3 separate regions of the Mus musculus genome follow, and all the other regions are linked to region 1. Evidence: chromatin contacts called from public ChIA-PET and HiChIP or PLAC-seq data. All regions are on one chromosome and are shown on one strand. Each heading gives the region's core, a stretch centred on a gene start, on an enhancer-like site or on the middle of the called end of the contact. The rest is flanking DNA. Distances are from core to core; before and after follow the strand shown.

Region 1 (3,841 bases), core at 760-3,259:
GCAGGGCTCAGGGCTGGGACACATTAAAAACCAAAGAGAACACCTGCAACACTGTTCTATTGGAGATCAAAGCTCAGTCAAGAATTACTATTAAGCTTTGATACGGAAAGAAACTGGTTCTTATCTTTCCTAGTGTGGGTTAACTGCTAGAGGTGAGACACAAGGAGAGGACAAATCTTCCCTCTTACAGGAGGGTGACTGTCCGAAACCTGAACATGCTGCCAGAAGTCCACAATCAGCTGTTCTAAGATTGTAAAGTCACAGAATGCTTCACCAAGATAGAAAATGAACAAGTATACTATGAAACTGACATATATATATATATATATATATATACATATATATATATATATATATATGAATATCCCATTTCAAAATTTGTATTGATGGGGGCTGAAGAGATGGCTCAGAGGTTAAGAGCACTGGCTGCTCTTCCAGAGATCCTGCGTTCAATTCCCAGTAACCACATGGTAGGTCATAACAATATATAATGAGGTCTGGTACCCTCTTCTGGTGTGCAGTCATACATGTAGGCAGAACACTGTATACATAGTGTTCTAAAATATATCCTTTTGAAATTCGTATTTGGCCAGGCGATGGTGGCGCACACCTCCCAGCACTTGGGAGGCAGAGGTAGGCAGATTTCTGAGTCTGAGGCCAGCGTGGTCTACAAAGTGAGTTCCAGGACAGCCAGGGCTACACAGAGAAACCCTGTCTTGAAAAAAAACAAACAGAGCAAGAGAGAGAGAGAGAGAGAGAGAGAGAGAGAGAGAGAGAGAGAGAGATTGAGATTCATATTTGTATGTGTGTGTGTGCGCGCGCGCATAAACATGCCACAGAATACTTGTAGAGGTCAAGAGGACAATTTACAGAAATCGGTTCTCTACTTCGATTATGTGGGACTCGGGGATTTAACTCAGGATGTCAGGCTCAGCCTTTTTACCTGCTGAGCCATCTCAATTCAATCCATAATCCTCATAATAAACCTTTAGAATCTATCCTCAATTTACACGTAGAAAATGCTCCAATTAAGCAGCATGTTCAAGTTCACCAGATACAAGTCATTTCTCAGACACCGGACTTCGGAGCAGCTGACTCTAAAACCCTCAAGCTCCTTCTGCAACTTGGTACAGTGAGAGAACTGCTCCAGGAGCTGCTCCCGGTCTGGTGTCCTGGCACTTCTAGTACACTTACAGTACCGAATGATCCCGTGACTTGCCCAAGTCCAGATCCTGATCATTTGCATCCTTAATTGCACACTTGATCATTTGCATCCTTAATTGCACACTCTATTCAATTCTGCAGCACTCCACTAGAAAAGTTTCCTGGCTGAGACTTAACTCAATGGTACAGCTCACGATGTGGAAGGCTCTGGATTTGATCTTCAGTGGGAGAGAAGAGATCGTTCTCTTTCACACTCTTTCCCACTTTCTAAAATCGTCATAACCACAGTCGTGAAAAGTGCCTTAAAACTTGTGTATTTTAATATCCTTAACGCATACTGCTCTGTATTAAGACATAGATGAAAATAAAAACTGCTGAGCTTCCTACATGTGCCTGCTCCAAGTTTTGAGGCTGCAGAGGCTTTGACTACAAAGCCACAGACAGCCCTCTCTCAGTGAAGCCTCTGCGGAAGCAAGCGTGTTTCCCGTTTCCATGGCAACCGTTGGCCCAAGCCAGTACCTCTTCCCGAAACGCTTCCCCAGCTCCACAATAGTACTACATCTCCGGCGCGTCACCACTCCCTACCCCAGCTTCTACTTCTAAATTTTGGTAAGACCTGGCATTTTAGGTCTCCTGATCGCTACCCGGCAAGAGCCTGCCCGGAACCTGCGTCCAGGCCAGGCCGGGGCGTGGCTTGCCGCAGCAGTCCCCGCCCATAGGCAGGCCGGAATTCCCGGCCTGGGGACCTACCATCTTATTGGTCTTTAATAGCAGTTGCTAGCAAATGAACAATATAGGTTCCCTATTAAAAAGTGACTCCTTCAGTTTGGATACAGTCTTTACCGGGAAACGGGCCAGCCCAGCGCTAGCCCCGAACCCCTACCCAACAGCCCCCAGCGTCCGCAGCCACCAGACACAGCACGTCTGTCGCGCTGTCGTCATCACGCCACGACGGAAGTCACTCGGGGCCCGGAGCCACGCCTTCTCGGCGCGCGGCCTTGGATACCTGGCGGCCTCTGGCCTCAGGTAAGGAGAGGTCGGGTTGTGCGGGCCGCCAGGTCGTTGGTCTGGCTGGAGACGATGACGGCCTCGCCATGCCGCTCTGGAGACCCCTAGGCCAGCCTTGTGGGAATCCCGAGGTCGGCAGAGGTAAACTGAGGACGCGGAAGTGGGCTGGGAACTGGTCCTGGCGATGATGTAGAATTTCTAGCTCCTCGGACTGCGCGGATTTGTCGTAGTCCTGTAGAATATGAAAAAACCTAGGATGGGGAGCCATCAAATCAGACTCAGCTATCGTTGCAACCACGCTTGGTGTTTTTCGTCACTTTGGCAAAATTTAGTATACCATGTTAGATTATTGAAGAAAAAATAAGAGAATGGTTGGGCAGTGCTACCCAAATATTGTTTCAATATTCTTATTATTACCGATTTTTAAACCTTATCCTATTCTTAGGGAAACTCATTTCTAATTCTAATAGGACAGGACCCCAGATCTACTGCTCCTTCAGAAGGAGGTGGTGGGGTTAAACTACAGTAAACTGTTACCTCGAAGTGTATTCTTCCGTTAAGAGCAATTCAGTACTCAGAGAAGGGTATTCACTTTTCCCAGAAATCTGCTCCCACCCCAAATACGTCTCAAAAGCAGAAAAATATAAATCTCAGTACTGTGATGTTTGGGTTCTTTGTGGCACCGTGTAGTAATAGGTCAATATCACTAACATGATCGTTGTGACGTTCTAATCAGGAAACTGGAGAAGGCAGAGTACAGCATTGTAGGTACACAAAATGAAAACAAGCATGTTCAAGTACAGCTCTGTTAGCCGGCTGTGATGGCACACACCTTTAACCCCAGCTTGGTCTACAGAGAGAGTGACAGTGCTACACAGGAGGAACACTGTCTCGAAAAACCATAAATAAATAAACAAAGAAAGAAAGAAAACCGGCTGGTGAGATGGCTCAGTGGGTAAGAGCACCTGACTGCTCTTCCGAAGGTCCAGAGTTCAAATCCCAGCAACCACATGGTGGCTCACAACCATCCGTAACAAGATCTGACTCCCTCTTCTGGTGTGTCTGAAGACAGCTACAGTGTATTTACATATAATAAATAAATAAATCTTTAAAAAAAAAAAAGAAAGAAAACAAGCAAAAAAATAGCCGTGTCATGTGAAGTCAACATGACAAAATGTTTTCAATTTCATTGAAGGGGTTAAGGCTGCAGCTTAGTTAATAGACTGCCTGCATGAGACCCTGGGTGTCTGCCTGGTCCTCAGAACAGGGAAAAAAAAAAAAAAGTCATTTGAGAGGCAGCGGCATGGCGGCAATGTGCCTGTAATCCCAGCACCCAGGAAACTAAGGCAAGACATTAAAGAGTTCAAGGCCGTCCTCCACTGCACAGTGCATTAGAGGCGAACCTAGATTATAGGAGATTGTCTCAGAAGAAACAGTATATTGAAGGTCTCTCCTATCAGCTCTTAAAACATGGATTGGAATTGTGCAGTCGCCTAGTAATTTAGGTAAAAAACAATGGTACCCAATATGAGCATCAGAGTAGTTTCAAATGGACCAAAAATAGTTTATATATATATATATATTTCTTTTTTATTTACATTTGTTTGTTGTGTGTATGTGGTACTGAGTGCTCATGGAAGAGAAAGGACGTCATCCTATGGGTGTTTCA
Region 2 (3,841 bases), core at 861-3,360, 220 kb after region 1:
TAAGCTGGACCAGGGGGATGCTAGGGACACAGCTGAGGCCAGCTGAGCACACATATGTTAGGATTCTCATGGAGGATCCCGGGCAGAAGGCCACAAAGTCCTGAGCCCAATCTGATGGGTTCCCAGCCCTGCCCCTTGGCCAGCCTCATCTGGCCACACCCTGACCTACTTCCCAACCCCGGCCCCCTGCAGCCGAAGCCAGGCCTGCAGCCCCCCTCCCCTGGCACCGTTCCCCCTCACAGCGGCCAAATGAAAATGTTTGTTGAAAACAACATGTGCATAATTAAAGCTTAATGAGCGCTTGTCTGTTTGGAATGTGCAATTAGATTTATAATCGGGGATGGGAGCGGGCTCCAAATGGCTTTAAATGGAGCTGAGAGAGAGGATAATTTTTGCCATAAATCTGCAGTAATGTACTCGATGTGCGAGTTACCAGAGGCAGCACCAGGCCACCATGCTGTACCCGTTGGGCAGCTGCAGATGACTGTAGTGCTACAGTAGGGCCTGCCAGTGACTTTGGAGGAGGCTTTTCTTCGTTAGATCTGGAACAGCCACCTGCATGCCGACAGATCTGTAATTGAGTCCACTGTGGGAGATGGGACCTTCTGCTGAGTCTACTGCTCTGGCCCCAGGATGACCTGGCCAGGCAAGACTCCTCCGTCCTGAAAATGTCAGCAAGGAGAGCTCTGGGGTGCAGCATGATCCTCAATGTTTCCTGCTGTGTGCCCCAGAACCTCAGAGCACGTCACAAGGCTTCAGTAAGCATTTGGTAAATGAATGGATAGTTCTATGTCGGGTTCTTGCCTCTTGCAGGTCTTTCTGTGTGAGCCTCAGTTTCCCCATATTGACACAGAGAAATGGATTTGGCCATTGCTGATGCTGAGTTTGCCCTGTCCAGAGCCCTGGGTCTGGGGCAGATGGTGGCTGGGCCAGAATCTAGATCAGCCAGGTCAAGCAGAAAAGGATCGCAGGTGGGGCTGGGTCTCAATTCTGTGGCAGAGAGTCTGGGGCAGTACGTAGGAGGCCTTGGGTTCCATCTCCCAGTGCAAGGGAAGCAGAAATAAATAGATTGTAAAACAAGCCACATGATGTGCTTTTGAGTATCTTTGTAGCCACATACTAAGGAAGTACAAGGAGAGGGGCGGGATGAACTTTAATGGTATCTTCTGGTGACCTAGGTCAGCTAAAGGGTTGTTCCTATGTGTACTTAATATAACATTTTTGATGAAGTACTGGACATTCTTGCTGTTTTTATGTCTTTGAGATCTGGTGTATATCAAATACTCAAACACCTCAGTGTGAACAAACCACATTTCTAGGAGTCTGGTGGAGAGGGCTGGGGTCCCCATCTGTGAGGTAGAGATGGGATCCACCTTCCAGAGGAGCCTGGCTCCGGTAGCACTCATCTGTGACTACTGTGGTGACTGTAGCCACCACAATACTTCTTGATGATTTCTATTGACTAGAACAATGTTACTAACTTCTGTGGGCAGTGGAAACAAGGGTCTTCCCAGGGCCCAGAGCTGAAGGGGTTTGCAACCCCATAGGAGGAACAACAGTATGAACCAACCAGAACCCCCAGAGCTCCCAGGGACTAAACCACCAATCAGATAGCTCCAGCCTCATATGTAGCAGAGGATGGACTTGTGGGACATCAATGAGAGGAGAGGCCCTTGGTCCTGTGAAGGCTTGATGCCCCAGTATAGGGGAATGTCAGGACAGAGAAGTGGGAGTGGGTAGGTTAGTGAGCAGGGGGAGGAGGGGATGGGATAGGGGGTTTTTGGAGGGGAAACCAGGAAAGGCGATAACATTTGAAATGTAAATAAAGAAAATATCTAATAAAAAATGCAAATATCTCAGGAGAGTGGAGAATTCAGTCTGCCCAGCATTTGAACCCTGGCAGCCTGGCATCTGTGTCTGGATAAACTATAATTGCACTTCTCCATGTGGTCGTGGGCCTGGATTTGCTCAAGCCTGAGGGTTCCCTTAGTTAGGCCAATTCTGATCCTCTCTCATCTGCAAACGTCTCTTTCCCCTCGCCTGTCTGCTGAATCTTCCATGTGATACCCGGCTCTCTGCAGAGCCCAGATCACAGCTGACACACTCTTGCTGCTGTCGACAGACCTCAACTCTGTCCGTGCAGACTGAGAGTTGTCACCGGCTGCAGCAGGCCTGGCAGGAGCAGAGAGCTGCTTTGAGCCTTTCTCTTCAGATCGCTGCAGGCACATCACATGGTGCCTTGCAACTGGCTGGGCTGAGAGCTGTGCAGCCTCCACTTTTGACCTGTGTCTCTGTGCAGAGCTGAGAATCAGCGGCTTTTTCACAGTTGCAGCTTTGGTACCCAGGCTTAAGAACAGGGTTAAAAGCACTGGCTGGCTCTGGGCAAGCTTCCAAGTACCCCGCATCTCACTTTGGTCATCTCCATAGTGGGGCTGCTGGTGGCGGCCTTGCTATTTCTAGGGGGTTCTAATGAGATGCCCAGGCATCGCTCTGGGTCTGGAAAGCTGGTCACTGGCGCATGCTCACAACGATCGGATGTCATGTTCCTGCTTTTTGCCTTGTCTGTTCCTATGTCTGAGCCCTGCCTAAGTGCCTCTGTTGAGAAGCCATCCTCCCTGCTTCTCCTCCCCTGCTAACCCTGTCCTGGTCCCTGTCACGGCTGTCATAGGAAACATCACTGCTTGAGGGTGAGATGAGAGCTATGTTCACTGCTTTACTTTAGTGTTACAAGTCAGGCTGAGGCTGGTATTGATGCTCAGGGAAGCATGGCGGAGTGGACTAAGATACTTAGAAAGAGAACCTGTGTGGGCTGGCAAATGACCCAGCTGTGGCCACAAGGCTGTTGAAGTAGGCCGTTATTGGTCACTTGGCTTTCAGAGGCTGGCCAATGCAAAGCTGACCGTGGCGGTCAGGATGGGCTATGAACTGGTCTGTGGTCCTCTATTGTGGCTTAGAGCTGGGGCTAGGGAGTGGCCATTTGTCATCTGAAAGGCTGGAAAAAAGACCAGACCACTTGACTGGTGGCTTCTGGAAGGCAGGGCCGTGTCTGATCACTACACCCCGCCTGATATCTAGTGCACTGTTTGCACATGGTAGGCAAGCAACCACCCCTCAGCATCCTCTGAACACCTGCGCTTCCCACGATTTCTAATTTCTCTTTCCCAGGAGGATCGGCAGCGCCTGGCATGTGGGGGCTGCTCTGAAGCACATAGGGGTTTAGGAACTCGTTGTTAGTTCTTGATACAACAGTGGCCCTGGCTGGCCTCACTTGGCACTTAAACCAGGACCAAGACTAGGGGAAGGGCAATTTGGACCTGGGGCTCAAAGAGAAGGATCTGACCATGAACTGGAGGGAAGCACTGAGCCTGTCCAGCTAAAGGAAAGGGAACCAGAATGGGTGAGACATAAATAACTAGGGAAGATTGGGAGCGTCGGGGGCAAGCTGGATGGCCTAGGCTTTTCAGTGACATAGGGGACAAGGTCATGAGTGAACTGCGGGGTTGGGACTGATCAAGGGATATGAGTGAGCTTGTAATTGCAAAGTTAGAAAGCCACTACTAAGCAACTGTCAGGAATAGTTAACATTTTAAAACACTGCGTTAGAGATATCATCTGCTATTGGATATCTGATTACGATTGGATATCTGATAACGGACACCAGAATTGTCATGAGGTAGGAAGAGCAACTCTTTTTTGAAATCTGTGCATGTGTGTATGTACCTTCAAACACACAAGGGGACGTGTTTGCATGGGTGCATAGACACATATGCATGTGTGCGCGTATGGAGTCTTCCTCCATTTGCTCTTTATCCTTTGAGGCAGGGTCTTTGAACCCAGAGCC
Region 3 (3,841 bases), core at 345-2,844, 150 kb after region 1:
AGTAACTAATATGTTAGTGAAATTTGTGATATTAAAAAAAAAAAACTCGGACAAAAGCAATTTAAAGGATAAAGGGTTTGCACCGGCTTGAAGCTGCAGAAGGGTTATGGCGGCAGGAGCATGAGGGTAGCCTGTCACAACCGATCAGCAGATGGGATATAGGGAGAGAACAGGAAATGGGGCCAGGCTGTAAAACGTCAAAGCCTGCCTACTAGTGACATTCCGGCACGGCTCTGCTTTCTAATTATTTTTGTCTTTTTTTCTTCATGAATTTATATATTCACTTTACATCTTGATCGCAGCCCCCCTTCTCCTCCCAGTCCCCCCTCACACAGCCCTTCCTTATACACCCCCCTCTCATCTGGTAAGGGGGAGGTTCCCCCTGAGTACCAATCAAGTCACTGCAGGAGTAGGCACATCCCCTCCCACTGAGGCTAGACAAGGCAGCCCGGTTAGGGGTTTGGGATCCACGGGCAGGCAACAGAGCCAGGGTAAGCCCCAGCTCCAGTTGTTGGGGGACCATTATGAAGAACAGCCTGCATATCTGCTATAGATGGCCTGCTTTCTAATTTTTAAAAAAAGATTTATTTTACTTTTAATTACATGTAAATGTGTGTGTGAGAGAGGTTGGGGGATATGCACATGTGCGTGCAGGTACCTGGCAGAGGCCAGAAGTGGACGTCAGATTCCCTGCAGTTGGAGTCACAGGCACTTGTGAGCAGCCCAGTGTAGGTGCTGAAAGCCAAACTTGGGTCGTTTGCAAGATTAGTACCTGATCTCAATTGCCGAAGACTTCACTTTCTACAGATTCCATAGTCTTCCCACACAGAGGCGCCCCCATGGGGACTGGATGTTCAAGTACACGAGCCTCTGGGGGAATATTTCGCTTTTAAACCCTAACTTCAAGGATTGTGTTTACTACACTTGTGTGGCTTGTGATGGGCGGACCCAAAACTTCGCATGTGCGGGTTGTGATTGGCAGAAATAGAATCTACGCACGTACCAGAGCTGCGCATGCGCGGGTTGTGATTGGCAGGATTAGAATCTCTGTACCCCTGGTTTATAGAGGCAGACTGTGTTGGATTAGTCAGTCAGCTTCTTTCCTGTGTAGAATTCCCACGTTGAAACATTAGGTCCAATATAGAGGCGTCTCCCGCGTAGTCTCTGCTTGGTTTGTGCTGTCAACTTGAGAAATCTAGACTCATTGGTAGATGAATGACCCTCTGGGCACACCGTTCAGGGGTTATCTAGAACGGTCCAAGGTTAGGGTTTCAAACGTCTGTGAGGGATTATCTTGGTTACTTTAATTGCTGTGGGAAGACCCATCTTAACTGCGGGTGGAACCATTTCCTGGGCAGGGGACCCTGGGCTGTGTGAAGAGGAGACGGCAAGCTGAGCGTGCCTTGTTCTCTCTCTGCTTCTTGTCCACCGGATGCAGTGTGGCCAGGTGTCTCAAGCTCCTCATGTGACTCCCCTTCATGGTGAACCAGAACCGTAAACTGTAAGCCAGAAGAAGCCCCGTCTTCCTTAGTTCCTTTCATCAAAGTATTTTGATCACAGTGACAGGAAAGTAACGAAGACAGTGTCTGCCTACTGTGGTCTGTACCTGGGTAGAGCAGGCTTGGCTAGCTGCTGCCGAAAGAGCAGCTGCTGATAGGCCGTGGTGGTGGTGAGCAGGCAGTTAAAATGCCGGAGGTGGTTAGAGAATTCCAGACAGACTTATATATTAAACAAAACAAACCAAAAGCAAAAGCAAAAGCAAAACTAAAAACACCCAACTGTCTTAGTTACTTTTCTATTGCTGCGATAAATCACCAGGACCAAGAAAACTAACTTATAAATCAAAGTGTTTCATTTTGAGTTTACAGTTTCAGAGAGTTAGAGACCAAGACTATCATGGGGAAGAAGGCAGTACTCAGGCATGGTGCTGGAGCAGTAGCTGAGAGCTCACATTTTTGATCTACAAACATGAAGCAAGTCTCTCTCTCACTCTCTCTCTCTCTCTCTCTCTCTCTCTCTCTCTCTCTCTCTCTCCCTCCCTCCCTCCCTCCCTCCCTCCTTCCCTTCCTCCCTCTCTCTCTCTCTCCCCCTCCCTCCCTCCCTCTCCCTCCCTCTCCCTCCCTCTCCCTCCCTCCTAACCTGGGAATGGTGATGTCTTTTGAAACTTCAAAGTCGCCCCCAGAGATAACACCTCCTCCAACAAGGCCACTCCTCCTAGTCCTTTCCAAAACAACCTATGGGGGCCATTCTCGAGATTCTCATTCAAACCACCTAGGCAACCCCATAGATCAACAGTAGGAGACAGCTGAAGAATCCCAGAGAGCAAAGAAGACAGTACAAAGACAGGATAATGTTTGCAAACCTTGGTCACTGGCAGATTTCAGAGAGCCACCAAGGGCTAAAGCATTGTGGGTCCTGACATCAACACTCAGAAGCCCTAAGAGGAGCTGTGAGTGCTGGCATTCTGTGACCAGAAGAATAAGTTCCTGCCTGAGCAGGAAGCCACAGGCTGGGGGTCCTGGAGCTACTACCAGTCTCCAGGTCTGAAGGCTCACAGCCTGGATCCCCAGGGTTTGGAAGCTCAGCTCAGCAGTCTTTGGAACTCGGGGCCACCAACCCGAAGGGACTTTCTCTGTGCTTACCAGTGATTCCTTTCTGGGCAGAGTGAAAAGAACCTGCAGCTAGCTAGCTGTGGCAAAAAGAAAAACTCCAGTGTGGAAATCTCTAGGGCAAAAGCCTGCTGTTTATTGACGCAGGATGCTTACCACATCCAGAACTTTATAATCTCGGCAGCTCTATTAAAAACATACAACGAAATGTGAAATGGATTTTAGCACCACATTCTATTTATTGCAACACACTTAAAATATCCTCATTTCAGCATGCAATCCGAGTAGAAATTTATTAATGAGATCTTTTCTGCTCTTGTCTTTTGGTAGTGTCTGAGACGACTCCTGTATATTTTACCCCGATGCTGCCCACAGTCGGAGTGTTTAAAAATGAGTGGTTGTCACCTTTGACAGCACTGCTCTGTGGTCTGAACCTGGGTTCCACTAAGACCCAGTGACATGATCTGGGGAGTGAGTCCCGCTGACAACGCTTGTCCCCTCCCTCATCACGTAGGCGTGGGAGATGTGCAGGTTCTGGTTCCACTCTGCAGAGTGGCCCCAGCCGGTCTCCCGGAAGAGATCCTGCCCTTTCACTCAGGCAGGGATGGCTGCACAGCTTCTAACCTGGTCTAGGAGTGTCAGTGAGCGTCACTAGGTTCCTGGTAGGGAGAGCTGGCAGCCTGTCCCTTTTCTTCCATCTCACAGAGTTGTCTGAAATCACTCAGAAGCCAGGGCAGGCTGAGATGGGGTAGCATCGTGCTTCCCTAGGGAATGCAGGAGAGGCAGACACCGTAATGGGGTCAGTGAATTCATTCTGCCTGATTCTGGCATCAGTTGCTGAGGTCAGAGTTCACTGGCAGTGGGCAGATGACTCAGATCCTACCCTCTTCCAGCTATGACAGCGTCTGCTAATCAGCTGCCACTATCTTCTCTTCAAGGCTAATGATGAGGTAATGAGTCTGCTAGAAAAGTGGGTCAGAGGCCCATTAACTCTTGCTCACCTGTGGCTGCAAGCCTGCTTCACCAGATGGCTTCCAGTACAGCGGAGAGCTGGAAGGTGGGACCCTTTGAGAAATGGGTTGGAAGACCCAGCCTTGCAACTCTGAGAATTTAGGGTATAGAGGTGAAACTGGAGCGCCCCCTCCAACTTCCTGGACGTTTGTCTCTTACTCTGGCCCTTGGGTAGGCGGCCAGGTGTCAGCCATATAGTTAGTACACTAGATATGACTTCA

Evidence for each region. ChIA-PET counts read pairs in DNA pulled down with a chosen protein or histone mark. HiChIP or PLAC-seq counts read pairs in DNA pulled down with a chosen protein or histone mark.
Region 2: an H3K4me3 HiChIP or PLAC-seq map of the SCID.adh cell line shows a contact between it and region 1, with 12 read pairs. The contact joins the enhancer-like site here to the promoter of Ift52 in region 1. A contact is called at or near these places in 6 of 39 promoter capture datasets (the C10 cell line, the HPC-7 cell line, embryonic stem cells and 3 more), 1 of 484 Hi-C or Micro-C datasets (nephron progenitors) and 3 of 115 datasets of contacts at active chromatin or transcription factors (the SCID.adh cell line, embryonic stem cells and memory CD8 T cells).
Region 3: a contact with region 1 is called in an RNA polymerase II ChIA-PET map of memory CD8 T cells, with 21 read pairs. The contact joins the enhancer-like site here to the promoter of Ift52 in region 1. A contact is called at or near these places in 4 of 115 datasets of contacts at active chromatin or transcription factors (bone marrow-derived macrophages, double positive thymocytes, embryonic stem cells and 1 more) and 2 of 9 other capture datasets (adipose tissue and pancreatic islet).

Annotation. Positions count from the first base shown.
Region 1 is chr2:163,015,344-163,019,184 of GRCm38.p6, forward strand. Ift52 (intraflagellar transport 52) reads left to right here and starts at 2,010. Exons shown (of 13, transcript NM_172150.5): 1 at 2,010-2,190.
Region 2 is chr2:163,237,986-163,241,826 of GRCm38.p6, forward strand. All of the region lies in intron 1 of Tox2 (TOX high mobility group box family member 2), which reads left to right. Among named protein-coding and RNA genes, the nearest start is that of Tox2, 37 kb to the left of the region's middle. Within about 2 kb of position 2,111, at least 6 of the 459 cell types and tissues checked have an H3K27ac peak or open chromatin away from gene starts, as enhancers often do. A contact at or near this core is called in the SCID.adh cell line, where this site is marked.
Region 3 is chr2:163,163,112-163,166,952 of GRCm38.p6, forward strand. No RefSeq gene overlaps it. Among named protein-coding and RNA genes, the nearest start is that of Tox2, 38 kb to the right of the region's middle. Within about 2 kb of position 1,595, at least 36 of the 459 cell types and tissues checked have an H3K27ac peak or open chromatin away from gene starts, as enhancers often do. A contact at or near this core is called in memory CD8 T cells, where this site is marked.